Linked DNA regions of Sus scrofa: region 1 is linked to region 2. The links are chromatin contacts, called in public Hi-C maps. All regions are on one chromosome and are shown on one strand. Each heading gives the region's core, a stretch centred on a gene start, on an enhancer-like site or on the middle of the called end of the contact. The rest is flanking DNA. Distances are from core to core; before and after follow the strand shown. Region 1 holds the start of VPS39 (vam6/Vps39-like protein). Region 2 holds the start of TMEM87A (transmembrane protein 87A).

Region 1 (6,606 bases), core at 1,890-4,389, 46 kb after region 2:
TGACGTGGATGTTTATGCAACTTTTATATATGTTGTTCCTGAACCTCCTATAATGTTTAAATTGTTTAATCTGTCACACTAAAAAGTTTAACATCTCCTAAAGAACTACGACATCAATGCCATAATATGTAATATCCAGGAGCAACTGCCTGTAATTTTTATTTATTTAGGGAGTTAAATAGGTGATGGGGAAAATTGTTAATTATTTTTGCATTTCCTGGGAAGCCAAGGTTAAATCTTGCAGGCGTAGTTTTGAGAAAAAAAAAGAATCCTTTTGTGTTAAGGAGCCACGGTTCTATCAATGATTAAAAGAACAAAAAAAAAAAAAAAAAAGAGAGAGACTGTTACAGTATAATTAAGATCATTTGAAAAGCGAAATCAAGTGCAATTTTGTTTACAAATGGTGTATATTGAAGATTTTTCTATTTCAGATGTACTTTAGAGAGAAATATTAGCTTAACTCTTTTGACATCTGCTATTGTGACACATCCCATTGCTGGCAATGTGGTGCACACTCCAGAACTTTTAACTACTGTTTTGTAAGCCTCCAAGGACGGCATTGCGGGAGTTCTAGGCAGTGCTTTGTTTGCTTTCATGCCTTTCACTGGGTGTTGCACTAGATGCAGAGAGGCAGTCCATCTTAAGTGCATGTGAGTGAGCACCCTGCTAAAGGGATTACAGTGCTTCAGAAGCGGGAGCTAATATAAAAGAAACAGGTCCTTCTGGCTTAAACAATTTTTTCTGCATGAAATAGTGTGGAGGCCCTGGACTGCTGCTCATTGTTTAGGATCAACTGTTCTTGTATTGGTGTTGGTTCAGCGGTTGTTTATAAGAAACATCACAAGGTGATGGGATTCATTTGAAGCACTATATTTGTTTGAATGGTTTTGTCCAGTTTTGCCTTCCCAAGATTTTTGTTCTGCATAGAAAGTTCATACCACTTTTTAATATTAAAAAAATTTTAACAAAATTGATAGATTTTCTCACTTTTTTTCCTAAAGACCCTTCTTTCTCCCAAACTCTCTTGTAGAATTTCCCTTCCATGGTTTTTATTTTATTCATTTATTTATTTATTTGCTTTTTGGGGCCAAACCCATGGCATATGGAAGTTCCCAGGCTAGGGATCCAATTGCGGCTCTAGCCACTGGCCTACACCACAGCCACAGCAACACAAGATCCGAGCTGCGTCTGCAACCTATACCATAGCTCACAGCAATGCTGGATCCTTGACCCACTGAGTGAAGCCAGGGATTGAACCTGCTAGTCAGATTTGTTAACTCCTGAGTCACGATGGGAACTCCCCTTCCATGGTTTTCATAGTTGTCTTATTTTCTGTTCAAACCGGTGACCACACAACCACAATCTTCACTAACTCATACTATAGTGAAAGTGTTAACATTTATGTAACATTTCTCTATAACTGTTTGGTATGGTGATTAACAGCAACAACAACAAAAATCATCTAGGCAGTATATCTAAAGAACAATACGAAGAACTGACTCTAGTCTCAGGTTGACCCACTAGTAGAAGGTTGGTATTACTGCCAATTGCTTTTCTTTTCCCACGGTGAAACTTAGCAAGTGAGTAATAGTCATAATGCATCAAGATAGTTGGTCAATTTTTAGGCTGGCTAGATGTTGACTTGAGACTAGGTAAACAAAAATAAAAACCTATTGTGTTAAGCAGGAGTGTATAGTACAAATTCTATAGTCTGGGACCTGATAATTCTGCTTTCTTTTATGGCTTCTTGTGTTACTAGGATTGGCTACAGTGCATCAGTTCTTAGAATTGGTTCAGAAAGAATTTATAGCATCATATTGACCTGTTACTTTAAAGTTTACATTGCTATTTTGGTCTTGGTCCTTGGATCTGGAACTTCCAGCACAGCAAAGTATTAGGCTTTCTAGCACAGCAGCTGGTAATTCTAAGTTTTCAAGATGTTCAGTTTCTATAGTGAAAACCAGCCACAACACAAAGTTTTAACAGTTTTTATGTTTACTACCTGAAAATATTTGATTATCCGAAACAGCATTTGGTAAAGATGGGACAATATTCCTAATTTTCATATGAAGAAACTGACACTGTATAAAAATAAAGTGACCAAGGGTGTTTTTGTTTTGGGTTTTTTTGTTTTTACAGCTCCTATCATGGACTCACTCTTTTTCTTTTATATTTTGCTTTAAGCCAAATGCTTACGTTTATGACATAGCTGTTTTTTTGTGGGTAAACTGCCAGATGACAGATCATTCTTGCATTTGTTCTCAAACTTTAACCTTCATGGATTCACCTTGGGTACTTATTAAATAATAGGCTGCTGGACACCGCCTCCTCGCCCCTACTCCAGTTTTTGAGAATGAGACTGCCTTTCTAACAAGTTCGCAGTTGAAGCTGATGCTGCTGGTCTAGGGACCACACTTTTAGAACAATCTTTAAAATATATGGGTAAAGTACTTAAACTATTTGGGCTTATAAGGTAATATTAAAACTACCAATTACTGGGTGCTTAGAGTGTCAGGCATTGCTAATCGCTCAAAAGGCTAGGAGGTATGCAAACTACCATCATTTTGCAGAAAAGAAAACTAAGGTTTCTGGAGATTAAGTTTCTTTCTTTCTTTTTTTTTTTTTAAGGGCTGCAGTTGGAGCATATGAAAGTTACCAGCTAGGGGTTGAATTGGCGCTGTAGCTGCCAGCCTATCCCACAGCCACAGCAATGCCAGATCTCAGTAGCATTTGCAACCTACAGCCCAGCTCACCACAAGGCCAGATCCTTAACCTACTGAGCCAGTCCAGGGCTGGAACCTGCATCCTCATGGATCCTAGTTGGATTCATTCATCGCTGAGCCAAGAAGGGAACTCCCATGGAGATTAAGTTTCTTAAACATTACAGCTACTTAGCTAATTTCCTAAATGGCAGATCTCCCATCTAGGTCTGATAACCAAAGCCTGAATTTTTCACCATAGTATGCTGCCTTATACATTTCTAATATTAAGATCCTCTTTCCTCCTCGTTAAGTCCATGGCTAACTCAGGCTCCACAATGGAGAAGCTTGTTCCTGAGTGAAAAAGGACGCAGATACCAGGGCATTCCTCGAGTTTGCACCGGAAGCCGGGGAGGAAGGGGCGGGGCTTCAACTGCGGAAGGGGAGGGCTTCACTCTACAGGAAGTCCGGTGTTGATGATGGCTCTGTTGTCTACGGGCCAGTAACAGGGGTCCTGTCTCTTCTCTTGGCCTCGTTCCGACCCCGAACAGTGCGGGTGAGACCGCGGAGGCGATTTCGCTCGCCGCCATGCACGACGCCTTCGAGCCGGTTCCGATCCTAGAAAAACTGCCTCTGCAAATTGACTGTCTGGCTGCCTGGGGTGAGCCAAGGGGTCAGCGCCGGACCTTTCACGAGGCTAGGGAAGTGGACGGGCGACTGGCTGTGTGGACTCCGGTCTGACGCCGTCCGAGAGGGGCCTGGGTTAGGGGGAGGGCAAAGCACTGTTGACGAGGGTCGTGGAGCTATTTGGGTGGTCGCCGGGGATCCACGTATTTTAGGGACGTTCACATGCTCTTGCTCTCGGTATAGGGTTGGAGGTGGAGGTTTCCTTATTGATTGTACTCAGCTTTGGCTCATTTCGATCCCTAAGAAGTCTTTAATTGGGGAGGACAAAGCAGTGGGAAGTTCTCCGCCTGCCATGGGCTTGAACTTGTCCGGATTTTTGTGTTTTCCAGGTGAAAGACAACATTGTTTTGTGGTTTTTTTTTGGTTTTAGTGGCGGTTTTTTGCATTGAATAAGTTAACACGTATGCCTTTTTCCCCTAGTGATCACTCATCGCTTAGTTTACATTCCTGTAGCTAACTTACTACTCTCCACTCTTAATCTAACCAAGTGGTTGATTGCTTTAGTGTCAAAGTGCCCAGGTTATCCAACCCTTGTGGGTTCCAGGATGTCATGAAATCTAACCCACAAAAGCTTGCATGATCCTCTTGGAATTGGCCAGTGCAGAAAGCAGGGTCAGCATCTTTTCACTTGCAATGCTCCAGAATTTCAATTGATTTCTGAAATAAACCTTGACTCTTGACTATGAACTTTATGCTCCTATCTATGAGTGTTTGTGTCTGATAACCGAAGACCAAAGAGAAGGAACTTCCATCTTTCCTGTTAATGTATAGATAGATCCTAGAAATCAAGGGCCATAAAAAGGTGGCTCAGAATCCTTAAATCTTATGCTAAGCTAGGTACCTGTGGATGGGTCTGGTGGAATCTTGGTGGTAGCCGCATCCTATTCATTATCTATAGGCAGTGCCACCCAGTCAGAGTTCTCATATCCTCTTCAGTAAGGTGCTTTTACCACATTTTGCTAATATGTGCCCTCTTGCCTTTAGCAGCCCTGGGCCTCTTTTTTTTTTTTAATTTATTTTATTGAATATATTTGATTTACGATGTTGTGATAATTTCTGCTGTACAGCAAAGTAATTCAGTTATGCATACACACACACACATTCTTTTTCATATTCTTTTCCATTATGGTTTATCAGGTTCTCTATACTATACAGTAGGACCTTACTGTTTAGCCCTGGGCCTCTTGAAAGTCACACCTCTACAGCAAACTGTCCTAGCTGTTTGGGTTAGGAGAGAATCCTGCTTCCTCCAGTTTTTTCAAGAAAACCTCAGAGTTCCTATTGTGGCTCAGCAGTAACAAACTTGACTAGTATCCATGAGGGCGTGGATTTGATTCCTGGCCTTGCTCAGTGGGTCAGGGAAATGGCATTGCCATGAACTAGGGTGAAAGTTGCAGATGCAGCTCTGATCTGGTGTTGGCTGTGGCTGTGGCATAGGCCAACAGCTGCAACTCTGATTTGACCCCTAGCCTGGGAACTTCCACATGAAGCGGCTGCCGCCCTAAAAAGACAAAAACACAAACAAAACAATAAAAAACCCATCTCATTTTCAGTTATTAAATGCTCTCAGTAAAAGTTAAAAATAAATAGAAGAGAAAAAAAGAAATTGAAAAAATTAAAGACCTGACACTCAGCACAAAGAAGCTCATTCTCCTGTCTCATCGTCAAGTATGTGTTAAGTACCTGCATGGACCAGTCTCTATGCTAGGGACTGGAAGACAAGGATGAATAAGAAACAGTGCCAGTGCTTCCAAGACACACAGTGGCAGACAAATATGAACAGATTACAAGATAAATGATTCTAGAGACATATGCTGCCTAATATGGGAAGATGGAGGGTGGGATATTCTATTCAGACTAGGATGTAAAAAAGATGGATGCAGGGAGTGCCATGTGGCTCAGTGGATTAAGGATCCACTATTGTCACTGCAGTGGCTTGGGTCGCTGCTGTGGCATGGGTTTGATTCCTGGCTGGAGAACTTCTGCATGTTGCAGGTTCAGTCAAAAAAATAAATAAGGAGTTCCCGTCGTGGGGCAGTGGTTAATGAATCCAGCTAGGAACCATGAAGTTGCTGGTTCGATCCCTGCCCTTGCTCAGTGTGTTAACAGTCCGGCATTGCCATGAGCTGTGGTGTAGGTTGCAGACGCGGCTTGGATCTGGCGTTGCTGTGGCTCTGGCCTAGGCGTAGGCTGGCAGCTATAGCTCCAGTTAGACCCCTAGCTTGGGAACTTCCATATGCTGCAGGAGCGGTCCAAGAAATGGCAAAAAGACAAAAAAATAAAAAAAAATAAAAAAATAAAAAAAATAAATAAATAGAAAAAAAATAAAGAGGATGGATGCAGCAGCTTACCACACTTTACTTAGCTTGTCAGAATCCTTGACTTTGATACCCTGTGAGACTAGTAGGACACATGCTTCAGTCTCACCAACTCCACTTTGTCACAGTAAAGATTCCCTGTACTTGTGCTTTCTGAAAACACAGTTTTGAAATTGTAGATAGCTTTTGGTCTTGATCTCCAGTCTACAGGAGAAATGCCCATTGCCTACCAGGATGCTGTGGTAGGTTTTGGGCTACCCCTTCAGCATCTTCATTTGGATATCTGGTAGCATGGGCCAGCACAGTTGTTGATGTCAAAACATGCCTGTCCTCCTGTATCCCACATCTTCGCAAATGGTATTTCTATTTTGCTCCTTGGAATTATTCTTCTGTTACTCTCTTATACACCACATCCAGTACATCAACAAATCTTGTCTGCGCCACCTCCTGAAAAATTCTTCAATCTCCAAGTTTCCTAGTGGCTCAGCAGGTTAAGGGCCTGGCATTGTCATTGTTGTGGCTTGAATCCCTGGTCTGGGAACTTCTGAATGCTGAAGGCACAGCCAAAAAACAAACAAATAAAAACCTATAAGCCCATCACTTCTCTCTATCTCTGCTGTTACCATTGTTGATGAAGGCACTGTTCTCTGTCATGTGATTACTGTAGTAGTGTTCTGACCGATGACCCTGGGTTTGCCATTGTGCCATTTGCAGTATTTTATCCACAGAGAGGTAGAGTGATCCTTTGAAAACTCAATCTAGACACATCTCTCCTCTGCTCAAAACCCTCTAGTAGCTTCATGTCACAACTAGAATAAGTTCCAGAGTCCTTACCATGACTGGCAGTGCCCATCATGTTCAGGCCTCTGGTTACTTCCCTGACTGTATCTCCTATGGTCTTA
Region 2 (7,050 bases), core at 2,432-4,931:
TAATAGTTAAAATTTCAAATACATTTACTCTTTGACCTAGTAGTCCCACTCCTGGAAATTCACCCTAAAAATATACCTGCATGTGTACAAAATGACATATGCCTAGCTTTTCACTGTGGCAGTGACATTATAGCAAAGACTGAAAACAATCGAAGGGTCTAGTAAATCAACTATAATGGAAAAAAAGAAACATCTTAAAAAGATACAAGCATATAGCAACTGACGAGAGACTGAATAAATTTTAGAATTTATAAATAAATTCTAAAATCCACCCAATGGAATACTATAGAGCTCTAAAAGGAGGACAATCCATATACTCATGTAGAGGGCTTCAGAATAATTATGAAGCAGAAAAAAAAGACCTATACAAGAGTGTCTACTGAAAGTTACTTGGCATAAGAATGGCAGTGATATAAGAATATATGCATTGGCGTTCCCATTGTGGCTCAGCAGAAATGAATCTGACTAGCATCCTTGAGGACGCAGGTTTGATCCCTAGCCTTGCTTAGTAGGTGTGGTGTAGATTGCAGACGTGGCTCAGATCCTGAGTTGCAGTGGCTGTGCCATAGGCCAGAAGATACAGCTCCAATTCCATCTCTAGTCTGCGAACCTCCATATGCCACAGGTGTGGCCTTAAAAAGACAAAAAAAAAAAAAAAAAAAAAGAATATATGCATCCACAAAGAGAAATATTGGAAGGATAAATAAGAAATGAATAAATCTGGTTACTTACAGGGAAAGATTTGGAATGGGGTGGAAGGGGGCAGGAATGACAGTAACACTTTTCAATGTGTATCTTTTTATATTATTTGATTTTTGAACCGTGTAAAAGTATTACCTATTCAAAGATTCAAAATTTTAACACTACTTTAAAAAAGCTTTGACTTTGAAAATAAAATACCTGTTTATTAATATAGTAATTTTAATGATAATGTATAATTATATAATTAATTATAATTAATAAGAACATAATAAAATACAACAGCACATTAAAGTAGTATAGGTGAATGTCTTCTATCCGATAAACTCCTTAATACTGAGTTTCCTAGTTGACTCTTTCTTCAGAAAGCCTATTCTCAAAAATTTAATAAACATCAGTTTTGAAATATTTTCAGAACTCTTTTACTTAGGTCATACATTTCCTCTCCTTACCTGTAGAAAGCAATCTTGCTGCAGTCTTTGAAAATGTTTTTATCCACAGCTTCATCTTCAACACTAAAAAAAAACCCCATATTTTATGAAACCTATTTTACATGGGGTTTGTGAATCCAATTTTTGTACTGTCTTTATTTTTTTATTGTTTTATTCATTTATTTTTGTCTTTTTAGGGCCACACCCACAGCTTATGGAGGTTCCCAGACTAGGGGTCGAATCAGAGCTGAGCTGTAGCCGCTGGCCTATGTCAGAGCCACATCTGCAACCTGCACCACCGCTCACAGCAAAGCCAGATCCTTAACCCACTGAGGCCAGGGATCGAACCCGTGTCCTCATGTATACTGTCAGATTTGTTTCTGCTGAGCCACGAGAGGAACTCCTGCACCTTCTTTAATTCTAGTTAAACATGGCACATAAACCACTGTGTTGTAAAAATGCGTTAGGGCCATAATAACACAAGGACTGTGTTCAAGCTTTCTTTGGGAGCCTGACATCACAAATCAACCTGACAGATGCTATAATGAGGTATGTGCAAGGTGCTAGAATAAGGATAGAAACCAATGGAGAAGGAAAATCCTTTGCTTTTAAGATGATGCTGACAATCTAGGGGCCAATGTTTTTTAAAATCAAGTTTCCAGAAAAGCTGTTTCTGAAGAGAACATGATCAAGATGTATGTATATTGCTACTTGAGTATATGTATTTAATATATACTGATTAAAACAACAGGCAGAGTTCCTGTTGTGGCGCAGTGGTTAACGAATCCGACTGGGAACCATGAGGTTGCGGGTTCAATCCCTGGTCTTGCTCAGTGGGTTAAGGATCCACTCCGATCCCACGCTGCTGTGGCTCTGGCGTAGGCCAACGGCTACAGCTCGGATTAGACCCCTAGCCTGGGAACCTCCATGCCGCAGGAGCAGCCCAAGAAATGGCAAAAAGACAAAAAAATAAAACAACTACAGGCTATAATGAAAAAAAAAAAACCCACATTGACTTTCATGCATGAGACACAGTGAATACATCTGTAGTCAGTATGACCATGATTACGTAGGAAGCTATAACTGAATACTATTTCAAAATATTATGAAAACAAGCTCAGACAAACACACTTGGACATGGTTTATCATGGCAGTAATCAAATCCTTCACTGAGTCTTTGTCACTGTTTCTTTGGATCAAGTGTGCAAAGATTAGAGAAATTAGCATTCTTTCCAGCTTTGAAGAATATACTCTGGAATGCTTCAGGAAGAGGTGTATACAGCGGAATTTGGAAAGCAACATGCTTGAAATTCATGTGTTAAGAGTTCTGATAACAATTCTTCCAGTTTTGTTAACTATCTTGAAAATACTTCATGCGGGGCTATTAATATCACCTAATTCTCTGGAGAATTGAAAAGATATAAATTTAATGTACAAATACCAAACGTGCAAACAAGCGCAATCAAAGTCAATAAAATCTTCAAAGCCAGAATGTTGTTTCCAGGTTCTGCCTGCCTCCGTGGGCCCTGGAGTCAGTTCCTGCTGGACTACTGGGATTTTACCTGATTTCCTCTTTGCCAGCTGCTTCCATGGCTTCCCAGTCACTTCACCAGGCTCCCAGCTCTCAGGCAAAGGCCCCAGGCGGTCTCTTAGATTGTCTTTCTAAATAACCACCAGCGCTTTACCACCGTCAAGTTTCTGGGGCTCCAGGTTCTCAAGGAGTGACAAATTGACACCTGCTCCTGGGATTTCCACGCCCAAACTAGTCTTTCTACTAGTTTTTTGGGGGCAAAGTTTTCTTGGTTTTGAGTGGCTGGTCAGGAACTACCTTCATTAGGAACCGAAAAGGTTTCTGCAACAGAGGGGGCGTGAACTCAGACCCAGAGGATGAAAACCCTGAGACTGAGAACCAGGAAGTACCAAGACGGTCTGCGTGACTTGGGCGAAGCTTCTGCAGATCTTTCTCAGTGACGGTCACGCCAAAGATACTGAAAACTGACCCACTCTCTCCCGGTTTTAGCTGTGAGTAGGAAGTGCCGGCCGGGTGGCTGCTCTAAGTTGATGTGCGCCGGCCAACATCTACATCACAGACTTAAGGGCCAGAAGGGGTTTTTTAAAAGGAGTTATCTGTTACACCGTCCAGTTTAGGAATCGCTTATACTCCACCCCGGCTAAATTCCAGTTTTTGCTTAAATACCTCCGGAAACCTAGAACTCAATACTAGACTTTAAGTAGGCAGCCAGACTTACGGCTTTCCTAGACTCCTGGCCCCGGCATTTGACTCGGACTCAGAAGGAATGAGGGACAGGGGCCAACAGGAGGAGGAGAGAGCCAAACGCCCCACGGGGTTCTTGTCTGGTCCCCAAACCCTTAAGGTAGAGGAGTCGAGAGACTCGGCGATGGCTTTTGGCGATGAACCTAGCGCTCCAAGGTGACTAGGTTACAACAAGATGACGCCTGCGCAGTAGGTACAAAGCCTCACACCAGGCCGTGACGTATGCCTGAAGGAGGGGCTGCTGAGTCGCAAAACAAACACGCCCCCTGCGGTTTTGAGGACCCGGATGATCCCGCCCCCAGAGGGGAGCCGGAAGAGGGCGGGACGAACCGGAAGAAGGTGAAATACTTTGGGTAGGCACTCCATGGCTGTGAAGATGGCGTCGGCTGCGTGGCTTCAGGTGTTGCCTGTCATTCTTCTTCTTCTTCTGGGGGCTCCCACGTCCCCACTGTCACATTTCGGTGTAGGACCGGCATCCGTGGCAGCTGCCGACCGATCCAAGTGGCGCATACCGATATCGTTGGTGAGTGTTCACTTAAGGAGAAACTGAGCCTGGAAGAGTAAGGGGGTGGGGCTACGGCGGCCCATGGGGTCCAGGAAGGTTCCGCCAAAGTACGCTTCCAAAGGGGTGGGACTGCCGGGAGCGTTTGTGTCCTTGGTTAACGTGGACTCACCTACCTGGAGTGGAAAGCCGCACACTTCTGTGGGTAGATTAGCAGTAATGCCAGGGTCGTTTCCGAAACGGAGAGTGGTGATGGAGCGGTTCTTTATCAGCAGAGTCAGAGAACTTTCTTTGACTGGAGGCATGTAAACTTGATGTATATGTGGAAAGTGGTTTTTCTTTTCAGCTGAACTTTCGCAGAATCTTATGACTCCGGGTTGAATGAGAGGGATATGTAAATAGACATCTTTTTTTTTCTTCCTCTTCATTTTTTGGCTACTAGATGATTCTACTTGTGAAGCTGTTTGATTTCGTTTGGACTTTGAAATAGTTATTCTAAGCTTTGCCATGTGATTAGGAAGCCTAAGCATTTGAAATGTAGTCTAATTTGAGAGTGGACAAAACGGAAGAAACAGTATTCTAAAATTTATTGTGAGAAGTTAGTTTTTCTTCTGGACAAATTAACTAGATAGGTTGACCCTCGGCCCTTTTAAAACCTCCTTTGAGTAAGAGCTATAGTCCTGTGAGCTGATAAATCACAAGCTGGCAGGAAATGCCAGAAGTCATTAGTCTTATTAAAATCACAGTAGTCTTTTTTGTTCTGCTCTGCTCACTGGTTGTAATGCCCAAATCTTATTTGAGCTTTTGATATGGCAGGAATTATAGCTTTTGTTCAGTTGGTGAAGATCTTCAGGTTCTCGGTTTTAGGTACTGTTACTTGTATAATGGTTGATAGTTGAATTTGGCCATCTGCTCATAGAATAGTTTGTTTGAAGAAATGATTGGTTATTCTAGACAATGATCAGTGAGTAAAAGGAGTGAACCGATTAAAGAGTACCTTCCATGAAGATTTAAGTTATCTGAGGATTTGTAGGAGCCTTCCTTCCAGAGTCCTTGCTTCATGGCCTGTGGAAAAAAAATCATGTCTCCGCACCAAGCTTCAAAATCCTGCAGATTGGATATGGTTGAATTTTACTAAAAGGAAGGATATTTATGCATTTTTTGTATGTGTGTTAAGAAAACTAACTTGAACATTTTATAAATTTAGGTTTTTATACCAGTTGCATGCTGCTTTGGGGATTAAAGTGATTTGATGCTAATTATCCTTTCTCTTCTTTATCTTTGCAGGGGAAAAATTATTTTAGTTTTGGAAAGATCCTCTTCAAAAATACTACTATCTTCCTGAAATGTGAGTTTTTTGCATTTCATGAAGTTTTATTGAGTTTTTGAGTGGTCTTCAAACTTTTAAATTACCTGTTTTCTACCTCTGATGAGCAACATAAGTTCTGAAGTTTAATAGTCCAGCACTGTCTAAGAATAAACATATGTGGTATAACTAAGATCCTTTCACTGAATAATCTTCAGAATACTTAGTTGTGTGAACTTTATTTTCTTCTCTTGTTTTTCTGGTGTTTACAGTATATAGTTAGACAGATTGTGTTGGTTGATTGCCTGCATGGTGTTTTAATCTGTCCTGAGTCAGAGAAAGAACCACTGATTTTGCTTTTGTGTGCATGTTAGATGTTTACTGGACACATGATCTAGGTTTGCAGACCATTGGCTCTGAACAAATATGTTCAGTAAAGCTTTTGTTTGCAGAAGGAGTATTGTACTACTTGGATCTTTGGAAGAGGAAGCTCAAAGATAATAACCAGGAAATAGAGATTATGTAGAACAAAACAAGTCTGTCCAGTGGGAAAACCATGTATCTGAATCCAAAATACCCCATTGTGTATTAAAGGAAAGCTGTATTTTATTTCTGCAACTGGCTTTATTTTATTTTATTTATTTTTATTTATTTATTTATTTTTTTTTTTTGGTCTTTTTGTTGTTGTTGTTGTTGTTGCTATTTCTTGGGCCGCTCCCGCGGCATATGGAGGTTCCCAGGCTAGGGGTCCAATCGGAGCTGTAGTCTCCGGCCTACGCCAGAGCCACAGCAACGCGGGATCTGAGCCGCGTCTGCAACCTACACCACAGCTCACGGCAACGCCGGATCGTTAACCCACTGAGCAAGGGCAGGGACCGAACCCGCAACCTCATGGTTCCTAGTCGGATTCGTTAACCACTGCGCCACGACGGGAACTCCAAGGCTTTATTTTAGAGAATGAATGATGATAGGCAGCTTCATTTCAAGATCGGATCATCCATGTGTGCAGCTATGCATATTTCTTTCCATGAAAGTGCAAAGTTATGTCATTGTTGGGTACTTTTATTCTTTTAATCGTTTAGTAAATAGTTACAGAAAACCTACTATGTGCTAGACACTGTTTTAGATGGCAGGGCAGTGACAGGAAAAACCCTTTATCTCGTTGAGCTTGTGCTATGGGGATGAAGGGGGCAGGTAGAATTTCAATGAAGAATATACTTCGTCTATGGAAGTATGATCTCCTGACTAATGATTTAAGTTTGATTTAAATCAAATCTTACTCTTGACACACTGGGCTTTCTTGTGAAGTTGGCTTAGTAGATAAAGAGTAGCTTTGAGGGATAGCAGTATTTTTTATTTTGGAGTAGCCTGACAACCTCTTTGCTATTCTAGCCTTTTATTATGTAGTCTCCTCTTATCTGTATTTTGGCTAATGGTTTTTCTTTTTTTTTCTTTTTCTTTTTTTTTGTCTTTTTAGGGCCATACCCATGGCATATGGAGGTTCCCATGCTAGTGATTGAACTGGAGCTATAGCTGCTGGGCTACACCACAGCCACACCAACACAGGATCTGAGCCGCATCTGTGACCTACACCACAGCTCATGGCAACACTGGATCTTTAACCCGCTGAGGAATTGAACCCACATCCTCACAAATACTAGTCGGGTTTGTTAACCACTGAGCCACGAAAGGAACTCCAGCTACTGGTTTTCTAATGGTTGTTTCCCAAGCTGCATATTTTGCTTTTTTAGGGCCCCACCCGTGGCATATGGAGGTTCCCAGGCTAGGAGTCTAATCAGAGCTACAGCTGCTGGCCTATACCACAGCCACAGCAACA

What was found. A called contact is a pair of places that touch in the nucleus more often than the background predicts.
Region 1: a Hi-C map of skeletal muscle shows a contact between it and region 2, with 4 times the contacts expected there. The contact joins the promoter of VPS39 here to the promoter of TMEM87A in region 2. A contact is called at or near these places in 4 of 47 Hi-C or Micro-C datasets (adipocytes, embryonic fibroblasts and skeletal muscle) and 1 of 2 datasets of contacts at active chromatin or transcription factors (alveolar macrophages).

The regions. Positions count from the first base shown.
Region 1 is chr1:129,141,199-129,147,804 of Sscrofa11.1, forward strand. It overlaps VPS39 (vam6/Vps39-like protein), which reads left to right and starts at 3,140. Exons shown (of 25, transcript XM_021097283.1): 1 at 3,140-3,360. TMEM87A (transmembrane protein 87A) reads left to right here. Exons shown (of 20, transcript XM_005659710.3): 20 at 1-970.
Region 2 is chr1:129,094,707-129,101,756 of Sscrofa11.1, forward strand. It overlaps TMEM87A (transmembrane protein 87A), which reads left to right and starts at 3,682. Exons shown (of 20, transcript XM_005659710.3): 1 at 3,682-3,928; 2 at 5,195-5,255. The coding sequence starts at 3,770. It overlaps GANC (neutral alpha-glucosidase C), which reads right to left and starts at 3,607. Exons shown (of 25, transcript XR_002345333.1): 1 at 2,693-3,607; 2 at 1,152-1,214.